Linked DNA regions of Mus musculus: region 1 is linked to region 2. A link is a contact called in public promoter capture Hi-C data. All regions are on one chromosome and are shown on one strand. The core of a region is the stretch at or near the end of the contact, and the rest is flanking DNA. Distances in the headings are between cores, read along the strand shown.

Region 1 (5,674 bases), core at 2,441-4,940, 270 kb before region 2:
CCTGAAGCTGTGGACACGAAATGAGCTGGCCAGCCTCGGGACAGGAATTGGTTCCCTTTTGGGTACCTAATAACACATGTGCTTAAAAGAGAAATTTCATGAATGGAAATGTAAGCCAAGTGCTTTTCTTTCTCTGTTTATAGTATTTGTGATCAAATCCAGGGTTTTGTACACCTAGGTAGGCTTAGAACTATGCCCCCAGCTTTTGAGAATGGAAATTCAGATTTAAAAGAGGAAACGAAAAATAAAGACTCACCCATAACCCCATGATTCTTTGTGCATGCCCCCTCCCCGTGTGTGTGTTTGTGTTTGTGTTTGTGTGTGTGTGTGTGAGAGAGAGAGAGAGAGAGAGAGAGAGAGAGAGAATTAACTCCCGAGTCCTGTCTTAGCTAAGTGCTCTACCTCTGAGCCACCCCTAGCCACAGCATTGTTTAGTTACCTGTTGCTCTCTTTCAGAATTTTTATTGTGGTTAGCATGTCTGAGATACAGTGTTTCGTTGTAACCACTTTTCACGGCTGGTTCCCTGCCCCTCAGTACATGTACAAAGTAGCCATCTCCACCCTCATCTCGAGAACTTTTGTTCTTTCCAAGTGGAAGCTTGAGGTCGGTTCAGCATTAAGTCTCCAGTCCTCCCCGCTGTATGCAGCCCCCGGAAACCATCTTCCTCTCTGTCTCAGGCTTGCATGTCCAGGTCTCACATAGCTAGAGTTATACAACCTTTGCCCTTTGCTTCTGGCTCATTTTACTTGGCAACAGTATCTTCAGGTTTCGCCCATGCTGTGTCAGAATTTCCTTCCATCCTGAGGCTGAGCAGCCTTCCATTCTGTGGCTCCTTTCCTTCTCCCGCTATCTTTAAATGGACACCTGGTTGCTTCCATCCTTTAAAAAAAAAAAAAAAAAAAAGAGGGGCTGGTGAGATGGCTCAGTGGTTAAGAGCATCGACTGCTCTTCCAAAGGTCCTGAGTTCAAATCCCAGCAACCACATGGTGGCTCACAACCATCCGTAATGAGATCTGATGCCCTCTTCTGGAGTGTCTGAAGACAGCAACAGTGTACTTAGATATAATAATAAATAAATCTTTAAAAAAAATTAAAAAAAAGATTTCTATTTTATTTTGTATTTTATTCTGTGTGAGAGAGTATGTGCACACAAATGTGGGTGCCTCCGGAAGCCAGAGCCCTTGGTTTCCTGGAGCTGGCGTTGCATGTGTGTGCTAGCTCTCCAGTGTGGGTGCTGGGAACCAAGTCCATGTCCTCTGCAAGAGCAATCCAGGCTCCTAACGCCTGAGGCATCTCTCCAGCCATCTTCCCATTGGTCAGCTTCTGTGAATAATGCTTCTATCATTCAGGTGCACAACAAGTGTCCTTTCAAGTCTTTCAGGTCTTAACCCAGATATGGGGTTGGTGGATTGCAGTGGGTTCTATATCGAATTTCTGGACACACCAAGTGCTGTTTCCAGGGGTTGTGCCACAAGGACTCCGATTTCTCCACAGCCTTCTCACGCATTCCACTCCTCAACTCCCGCCTCCACCCCCCCCTTGCTTTGATGATGACCATCTGAGTGGCTGTGCAATGATATCACATTGTGACTTGATTTGCATGTCCCTTGTGATCAGGGATAACAGGCTGAGTATCATTTCAAGTCTTTTGTGATTATTTCACAGGGTACTGTGTCCTTTTCATAGCTGTCACTGTGTCCTTACTCTCCTGAGTAGAATCACATCTCCACACGAGTATGTTCAATGGATGTTTCTTAATTCCCACCAATCATTATTAATTGGGTTGGTGTTAGAGTGAAATGCGGAGGTGGAGGTGTATTTCAGACTTCAATGGTGAGTGATGTATTCATTGAAAATCCCCACTACCCATAATCCTCCATGTCTGGTTTCTAGCAGAAGCTTGTCAAGAGTACCATGGGGACATGCACACCGTGCACACTCCTGGATTCTAAGCAGCAGTTCTGGGGTTACAGTGAAATGAGAGGTGTCTTCGGGAAGGCCAGCTACAACTTTTCTTTACATAGCTCCGTTGCTTGGTGCAGTGGTCGAGGACTTTGAAGCAGTTTAGAAGAGGCTTATCTTGTTTTATTTAGGAGATGTGGTGGAGAAGGCATGGTGGCAGGGAGAACTGGTGTGACTGCCCACACCTCAGCAAATCAAGGGCAGAGAAGTTGACTCGGAGCCACTAAATAGACCTCAAAGCCTGTTTCTTTAGTGGCCCACATCCTCCAGCCAGACTTCATCATGTCGAGACTCACAACCTCCCGAGGCAGTGGCACGAGGTGGAGACTGTGTCCGATCGAATGGACCTGAGATTTCTTACATTAAAGCCATAACAGCATCTATGCTGAGAGGATGGAGGGTACAGGACCGCTGTGGGTGACAGTGTGACTGTCAGCGAGCAGGTTGAGAGCTCGCTCTGCTCGCTGAATGTTAGAGCCGCGTCGTTGACATCACCTTACTTGTCTCCTGTGAGCCATGGTGGATGGGCTTACTTTGTGTCTTTTCTTGAAATGGGAACATTTATTTATTTCATCAGAATGGTGTTACTGGGGCAGTTGTTTTCTAGATTATTCCTGAAGGCCAACAAGCCACATGTCAGTCCACTGGAGCCAGAGAGGCATTTTTAGAAGGTGGCATGGATGTGGTCCATGCCTGGCTCTGTCCCATGCCCATAGCTTTGAGCATGTTGCTCTACCCAAGAGTCAGGCCCTCTTTGTTCACACATTGGTGATGATACTGGCTCTTGTAGATTGCTTTTGAGAAAAATAAAGGGAGTGATTAATGAGGGTGTTAGTTTCCTAAGCCACAATTTGGTGATCAAAAACAATGCTAACGTTCTTTCCCAGGTCTGAGGCCAGATGTCCAATGTTGATGCAAGGTGCTGGCAAAAGCTCGTGGGCTCTCCCAGGGTTTTAGGCGGGGATCCAGTCTTTGCTGCTCCCAGCTGCCTGTCATGAGCGGCAACATCTCTTTCCTTTTTGCATCTTAGAGTTTAAACTATCAAGAAAGGCAGATTGACAGGTGGCAGCCAGATTGCTTTCATTTACTAATCTTTATGTGAATACAAGCTCTTGGGAGGAAAAGGACGACTCGAAGAGGCAGTGAAGGCCGAAAGCTCAGGCTGTGTGCTGCGTTCTGTCCTCTTCAGTGCTGGGGATCGAGCCCAGACCTGGAGTGTGCTGGCACACACTCCACAGTAGGGCGGCATCCTGCAACTGCAAATGGGTGCGTTCTGAGAAGTGCATTGGAACTGTGGCCTCTGAGCACAGCATTGTACTCGTGGGACTCGGCAGAAGGCCTGGCTGAGGGGGAGCCTAGCACCTATTGCCTGATAGTGCTGTGTCATCTGCTGCTGCCTAGTTTATTTCCAGTGGGTCATGCTGTGTAGGTACTAATATGGTGTATTGTTCTTTTTTTTTTAAAAAAATGTATTTCTTTATTTTGTATGTGTGTCGGTGTATCAGAAGACAGCCCACGGGACTTGGTTCTTCTTTCCCATGTGTGGGTCCCAGGGATTGAACTCAGGGCGTCAGTGTTAGCAGCAAGTCCCTTTATCTGTTTAGCCATCTCACCAGCCAGTTCGTTGAGTTTCGAAAGGCTAAGATTTGAGATTAGTGGCTCCGATGATGAGGCAAGAGGTTAATCACACCGAGGGACTTGCCTTTGTTGGGCAATCCTAGGGAGTGGTTCAGCCCCACTGTCCCCATGGGACTGCAGACACACCAAATAGTGTTTCTCCCAGTACACAGCCGGCATTTTGGAAAGTCTTCAAATAATGGCCGTGAGTGGGAGCCTTGCTGTCATTTCTGTCAAGTGAATTGCTACACGGAAATTCTGGTCTCATTCTGCAGAATTCCTGGTTTTTTGTCTGGGGTGTGCTGGAGGTGGAGGGCTGGCGGCTGGTATACTTACTAATTTCACATGGCCCTTTCCAGTTCTGGAACAGACTCATTCGTTAAATCCCACAAGTGCATGTTTGCGGGGTACCTGGCTATGTTAGGGGCTTTCTCTGGAAAGGGACTAGGCAGTAAGTATTCAGTATATCTATTGAATTGTAACAAGAACTCTCCATCTGCTCAACACACTGGAGACCAAAGCTGGTGAATGAATATAGGGCTATTCAAAAGCCAGACCCGAGGAGACTATTCAGGCCGGGCGGTGGTGGCACACACCTTTAATCCCAGCACTCGGGAGGCAGAGGCAGGCAGATCTCTGAGTTCAAGGCCAGCCTGGTCTACAGAGTGAGTTCCAGGGCAGCCAGAGGTACACAGAGAAACCCAGTCTTGGGGGGAAAAAAAAATCTATTCAGGAGTTTTCAGGATGCAAAGATGTATTATTTGTTTAAAGAATTATTTATTTTTATTCATCGTGTGTTTGTCTGCTTGCTGTGTACGTGTGTGCCAAGGCGTGTGTGTGTGTGTGTGTGTGTGTGTGTGTGTTTGTCAGAGGACAGATTGTAGGAGTTCTTGGGATCTAACTCAAGTCCTTCTCGAGGAGAAGAAGTCTTAGAGAAAGAGGGAGGGAGCTACAGTGAGACAGAGCGTGAAGCCCACGCACCAGATGACATCATCCTCACCTCTGGCCCTCATAATGGACTTCCATCCCTTGCCTCTTTTTTTTTTTTTGGTTTTTGAGACAGCCCTGGCTGTCCTGGAACTCACTTTGTAGAACAGGCTGGCCTCGAACTCAGAAATTCGCCTGCCTCTGCCTCCCGAGTGCTGGGATTAAAGGCGTGCGCCACCATGCCCGGCTGATCCCTTGCCATTTTAACTTGAACCTAAGGAAAGGCTTCTCTTCCACAAGACAACGAGGAAAGGTATAAGGCAGAGGGAGGGGGAGCAGGAGTCATTCTTAAATGAACCCCAGTTCTACAGTGGGGATCAGTTATGAGTACTATCAGAACCCCTTCGGGGCAGTTTGGTGACGCACAGACGGCTGAGTTGCTAGCAGTCGGTCATTGCGTAGGTTTCGGTGGCTGTGACAGCGTCCAACAGCTTCCGTGTTGATGCTGAGATCCAGGGTCCGTGCTCTGAGCGGCCCTGTGCTTGGGGATCACGGTGGAGAGTAACGCATCCGAGAGTTTAGAGGGGGCTTCTCAGCTGGGCTCAGAGCCTGCATGGGATTCCTCTAACGTGAACAAAGGGTGGGCATTGCAGGCCCACTCTGGAAGGCCAAACTGGTAGGGCTCACTTTGGAGATCTGACCGCTGGGTAGATTGTGACGAAAAGGGAAAGCAGGCATAGTCTTCTGACAGTGCCACTTGACACGGTCATCTACCAAGTTCACACTGAAAATGGTATTGTCAGGGCTGGCAAGATGGCTCAGTGGGTAAGGTACTTCACCATCAAGTGTGACAACCATCCCTGAGACCACATGGTAGGAGGAGAGATCTGACTCCTAAGGCTGACCTCTGACCTTCACATGCATGCTGTGAAAACACTCACACACACACACACACACACACACACACTCACACACACTCACACACACACACACACTCACACACACACACACTCACACACACACACTCACACACACACACACTCACACACACTCACACACACACTCACACACACACACACTCACACACACACACACACACACACACACACACACACACTCACACACACACACTCACACACACACTCATGTTTTAAGTAAGCGTATGAC
Region 2 (5,700 bases), core at 1,033-3,532:
TGCCCTCTCTACCTTTCTCCACAAGGAAAGTTAAAAGGACTTGCTTTGTTGATGTGTAGTGGTACAGGTCTTTCAAAAACAAACAAACAAACAAACGAACAAAACAACCCCTGCCCCCCATACACACAGACCTGCCTGCTGTCATACTTTCCTATATGGCTGTCTACACTCTGCTATCATTACTGATATCGTTAGACTGCTGTTCGATTAAGCAGTAAAGGAATTATCCCTTGAGCTCAGGAACTGGGGATCTGGCGAGTGCTATGTTAGGAGAGGTAAGGGTCATTGGAGCCCAGAGCCCACAGCTGCCATTTCCCTCTCACACTCTCCTGGCTCAGACTGTTATTTGTTGTCATTTCTCCAGAGCCAGGCCTGGGGCAGCTGTCACCGGAGATGAGCCTGTGGCTTTTTTGCAGGGGGGAAACGGAGGAAGCAGTGAATCAGGTCCTACTCAGTGACAGACAGTGACAGCTCTCAGCAAATCACAGAGTCACCTACTTACAAAGGTGTTGATGTGCGTGGACCTACTGTGTGCTGGAGCTTACATTTCCTGGTGAAATGTCAAGACCACTGCTCACATGTATTAGAGATCTTTCTCTGAATGCAGTGGTTAACCTTTTAAGTGTTTGGAAACCCCCAAAGCCCTCACAAGGCAGCTGGTATCATGTTCCCTCCTCATCTCCTGCTGTGGGCAAATATCATCGTCTCAAAACGCTCATTAGAGAATTGTGGCCTAATGAATAGAACCCAATTTTGTCTCTCTGGCCACTTCTGGTATACCTTCACGCCGTTTACTGTTTGACCCTCCCCCGCCCCCAACCAAACATATCAGGAAGCCTGGAGGACATCCTTAGTGGCAGAGAATTAATGTTTATAAAGGGCTTGATATGCAACAGAAGTGTGGCCTCCGTGACGAAAGCCATAATTGGTGGCACTGGCATAAACAAGCACCGGCCCTGCTTCTACTTAATGTCTGTCGAGTGGGAGTCAGCCAGTGAGAATCTAGAAAAGTGAGTTCCCACGCTCTGAGACTCTTGGTCTACGACTGAGTGATCTGAGGAACTTAGAAACAGGCACTTGGCACCAAAACACCCCACACGCCTCCATTTTCCTCAGGGGACGAATTATAAGATGTTCCACAAGGGCCTAAAGTTAGAGATAGCACAGAGCTAGCTCTATGCCCTGTTCGTTCTTTTTCTCTACACAGGCATACCAATCATAAAGTTCAATAATAAATAAAAAAATCCGTGTGTGCATTTAGCCTCTGTGTTCATCTGTGTACCATGTGCATGCCCGGTGCAACCGATTGGAGGCCTGAAGAGGGTACTGCAATTAGAGATGATTGTGAGCCACCATGTGCATACTGAGAACCGAACCTGGATCCTCTGGAAACGTAGCCAAGTGCTCTTAACCACTGAGCCGCCTCTCCAACCCCTGATAAAGTTTAACATGTCAGGTGGACACATTGAGAGACTAGCAGCAATGGGTCATTATAGAGAACAGTTGCAAGAATGTTTTACGATTAGAGTTGAGAATGGGGCATGATAGCCACAGAGGGTGAAGCTATCTACGGGCACGGGTACAGGCGCTGTGTGCTTCAGAGATGTTTGAGGGGCTCAGGTTGACACAAAGCTGTTTGGTTTGCCTCGGTTTGAGCTTTGGGGCCACCAGTACTTTCACGTAGCTCACACTCCATTGCTTGGCCGCACCAAACTGATGGAAGAGGTTCTCAGGGGTTGGGGGGCCCAACCACTTGGTGTCGGTCCCTGAGCCTCACTCTGGAAAACCCTGCTGCATGACGGTGACCTCAGCTAAGCCAGTGTTTGGGCTCTTGTCGGCAGCAGCGCATTGGCAGGAAAGAATAGTCCCTGTTGTAGTTACTTTTCTGGTTGCTGTTAGGAAATAACTCTGGCAAAAGCAACCCAAAGGGAAGAGGGATTTCAGCTCACAGCTTGAGGGTGTGGTCCATCATGGGAGAGGGGGTAGGGTGGGGGAGGGGAGTCCTGGCTGCAGGGGTCTGAGGAAGCTGGTGCAGTTTATTCCAAGTTAGGAAGCAGAGATGATCACATTCAGCCTCCTCCTCATGCCATTCGTAAGCTAAGCCCAGAGGACGCTGCCACCTCCCCACCCCCTTTAGTTTGGGTCTGCCAACTTTGATGAACTCAGTCATAGGCTTGTCTCTGAGGTGATTTTAGCTCTTGCTAAAAATCCTGGATGGTTCGATAGCCTCTGACCTTAGAAACTCCCTTGGCATCTCGTGCAGACCCAGCCAGTCCAAACCAGCCTGAGGTAGCTTTCCTTTATATGAGCCCACATATATGCAGGCTCTTAGTACACACTGACACAGGACATCTCAACAGTATCAAGTGCTGCTTTCTATTTTAGGGTGCAAAAGATGATCTAATAGCTCAACTGGCTGAATAAATTTTCAAACAGTAACAGATGGGCCGGGCGGTGGTAAGCCCATGCTCTTAATCCCAGAACACAAGAGGCAGAGGTAGGCGGATCTCCGAGTTCAAGGACAGCCAGGACTACACAGAGAAAGAACAAAATAAAACAGAAAGAGCAAACCCTTGGGAGTTTCTCTCTCCAGCCCACCCCTTAGGTGGCACTCAGGGCTTATTGTAGAGTTAGCTCAGGTTACACAATATTTAGACTAACCATTCCTATGCTGTCTCTGAGGGAAGTGTGCACAGGTCAACTCTAGCTTTCCCTTGTCCCAGGGTACTTCTGATGATATTTTAGCACTTAGTATTTTAGTAGTAGTTGTAGTCGTAGTATATACACATGCACCATATGGTATATGTAAAATATAGAATATACATTTAGTAAATACACTATTTACTAAAATACTTAGTATTTTAGCTGTGATGTCATCCTCATGGTGTGGAGTCTGTACTTACGCAGCTATTTTATCCCGGGCCTAGTTTTGAATTCTCCATTGCATATTATGTTGTGGATTTCCTTTGGCCATGGGTGTCAGTATGAGGGATTTCCTGGTAGTTCATCAAATCACCAGATGGTCTAGTCTCTTCCCATGGTCTTAATTACTTCCTTTTCTAGGTCCCTAGGCCACATATCACTCATAACACCTTCCTGCTCTTACAATGGCAGCCTCCTAATTGTTGGCTACCTTAGTTTGATATTGAATCCTTCTGCTCCTGTTGGCAATCATTTTGGCCTTTGTTAAAGTTCGCTGAGATTGGAGTGTTTCTGTTGCACTGAAAACCTTTGTTGAGTGGCCGTAAGAGCATCGCGTTCTTCGTTCAGCTAGAAGTAGTGTTTCCCTTTACACTTGTTGATGTAGGAGACAGTTACACAGATCTCAATGCCGTGCCTGTGTTGCACTGTGGTGCAGGCTCCGGGGAGAGGCTCCCCTCTCGGCCCTGTTGCTACACGTTAGTCCTGTGGGATACTGTGTAAAGTCCCGTCATCCTTGCATGGTCTTTGGAAAGGAAGTTGTGCCCATGGTCCTTTTGTTTACTCTGTTCTTGAGTGTTTCTCATGTCTCTGTCGTGTAGCCAAGTACCTGGTGCAGGATTTCACAGTTCCCTCCAGGGCTCAGGCTGATGGAGCTCCTGCCTCCCTCACTCCTTGGTTAGCAATCTTCCAGCACCAGGAACAGAAGGGAATCCCTGAAGGACCACTGCCGCCGATGGTTCTAGAGCAGCCTCTGGCTTGGTCTTCCAACTAAGCGAGCTGGTTCTCAGCGCCTCTCATTAGCAGCTGAATTGTCCCCAGCCCATAAGAATGAAAATCAAGTTAATATTATAGTGAAGATAAGAAGTTCTGTTTCCTATCTGAGAGAGTTACAGGACTTGGGGTGTTAGCAATGGCTGGTGGCCTTTCTTGCCCACACAGGTTACCTATGTTCTAGTACCATGAACTAAACAGAAACATTGCTTGAAAGGTCTCTGTGGCTCTCTTATAATAGTGCTCTCCCCTCTTCCCTCCTCCATTCCTTCTTTCCTCCCTCCCTCTCTTCCCCTCTCTGTCTCTCCTATTTTTTTTTAAGACAACAACATTTTCTTCTCCCCTCAGCATTGGTTAATTATTTAATATTCTGATAGTCACTAGAGTAGAGTAGGAAATCAGTTAACCACATTCCAGTATGAAATGGTATGTATAAAGTGAGTTTCAGAACGTGATAAGAAATTAAAGCAATGTCCATACCGCAGTATATCTGGGTGAATACACATCATACCCAGGGACCATATATCCTAAGATGTAGACTGGATGAGGAAAAAAAAAAAAATATATATATATATATGTGAGGAACCCTGATGAGTTAAACCGATTTGCCTGTTTTGTGCCGGGTAAGGAAGAGTGTGGGAAAAGCAAGCCCTTTACCAGGAAACAGGTGAGATGTACTAATGTCCTTTATTCCCCCTGGCAGGCTAGTTTGAAGGATGGAGATTAATGGACCTAGTGATATTTATTTTTATAAGTTGTTACTTTTAGAATGATCTAAAAATACATTTTTTTCCACCTGCTGTGTAAAAACAATCTGAACAACAGGAAAAAAAAATCCAAAGTGTACACACCAGGTACTTCCTGCTGTCAGCTAAACCTTCTGAGCTCTGAGCCCTGGCTTCTGTCTTGTGTTCTGTAGGGTTTTTGCTTTCTTCTGTGGATGAAGATGGCATTCGAAGGCTCTACGTGAACAGTGTCAAGGAAACCGGGTTAGCTTCCAAGAAAGGTAAGACTGGAGCTGGGGATGTTTGTTTTTGCCATTTTGTTTTGCTTTTTAGTTTTTGAGACAGGACCTTGATCTGTAGCCAAGGCTGTCTTGGAACTCCCGATGTGGCTCAGGCTGGACTTGAACTCTTAACTCTTTCTGCATCAGCCCCTAGTGTTAGGATCTACAGACCTGCCAACTCCCATCTCCCACCCCCTACCCCAGTGGCCCTTGTTTATCTCAGTTTCCCTTTTGAGAGACATGTTTTCAGAGGGGTTGTGCATAAAGGATTTGTTTCCTTCTGAAGGATTCCCGGGAAGTGGGTTTTACTTCACGAAGTTGGGTGTGTGACTCTGAGCCTGTATCCAAAGGGTTACTGTAAAGTTCTAACTAGAGTGGTTGCTTTTCATCCTCTGGGGAGCGCTGGGGCCTGAAGGAAGCAGAGCTTTGGTTATCAGCGCTCAGAGGCGTGCCTGAACCTGTAGCATCCTCAGAAGTGGCTTTTCCCCGAATGTGTCACTTCCTGGAGAGTCTGCAGAAGTTGAATTTCGATCCAGCCTCTTCTGTCAGCTCTCCCCTGTGCTATGTCTCGCCTGTCTCTTTTGGCCTTCCAAGAGCTTAGCATGCATTCCGGCTGCTTTTGAGCCCTGTGCTCCATCTTTGTATCCTCAGAGTCTCTCCTCAGCCTAGATAACTGTGTTCTGGGCCCTCCATATCCATAGGCTGTACATCTGTGGATTCTACCAACTGCACACTGAAAATCTGCCAGGTGATGGGGTGTTAAGAAAAAGCGTCCCCTTCGTCCCTGTCACCGCTCCCTAAGCAGTGTCACGTGGTCAGCCGTTTTCATAGCATCTATGTTGCTTTAGGTATTGCAGGCTACTCACCGATGATTTAAATACAGCTGTTCACAAATATGACTCCACTCTGTCAGTGGGTGTAGTTCTGAGGCCATCTTGGAATCCTTCTGCTGAGGGTACCAAGAGAAGATGGAACCCGTGCACCCCGTTAGCCATAGAATC

Evidence for each region. Capture Hi-C pulls out chosen DNA fragments and counts their contacts.
Region 1: a contact with region 2 is called in a promoter capture Hi-C map of adipose tissue. The contact joins two enhancer-like sites. A contact is called at or near these places in 1 of 15 datasets of contacts at CTCF or cohesin (large pre-B cells), 8 of 484 Hi-C or Micro-C datasets (bone marrow-derived macrophages, embryonic stem cells and myocytes), 7 of 115 datasets of contacts at active chromatin or transcription factors (the HPC-7 cell line, T-cell acute lymphoblastic leukemia, acute myeloid leukemia and 4 more) and 4 of 9 other capture datasets (adipose tissue, embryonic stem cells, liver and 1 more).

Annotation. Positions count from the first base shown.
Region 1 is chr16:90,110,972-90,116,645 of GRCm38.p6, reverse strand. It overlaps a transcript of Tiam1 not described here. Among named protein-coding and RNA genes, the nearest start is that of Gm10789, 28 kb to the left of the region's middle. Within about 2 kb of position 3,690, at least 35 of the 459 cell types and tissues checked have an H3K27ac peak or open chromatin away from gene starts, as enhancers often do. A contact at or near this core is called in adipose tissue, where this site is marked.
Region 2 is chr16:89,836,758-89,842,457 of GRCm38.p6, reverse strand. It overlaps Tiam1 (T cell lymphoma invasion and metastasis 1), which reads left to right. Exons shown (of 28, transcript NM_009384.3): 14 at 4,613-4,699. Among named protein-coding and RNA genes, the nearest start is that of Gm52239, 45 kb to the right of the region's middle. Within about 2 kb of position 2,282, at least 12 of the 459 cell types and tissues checked have an H3K27ac peak or open chromatin away from gene starts, as enhancers often do. A contact at or near this core is called in adipose tissue, where this site is marked.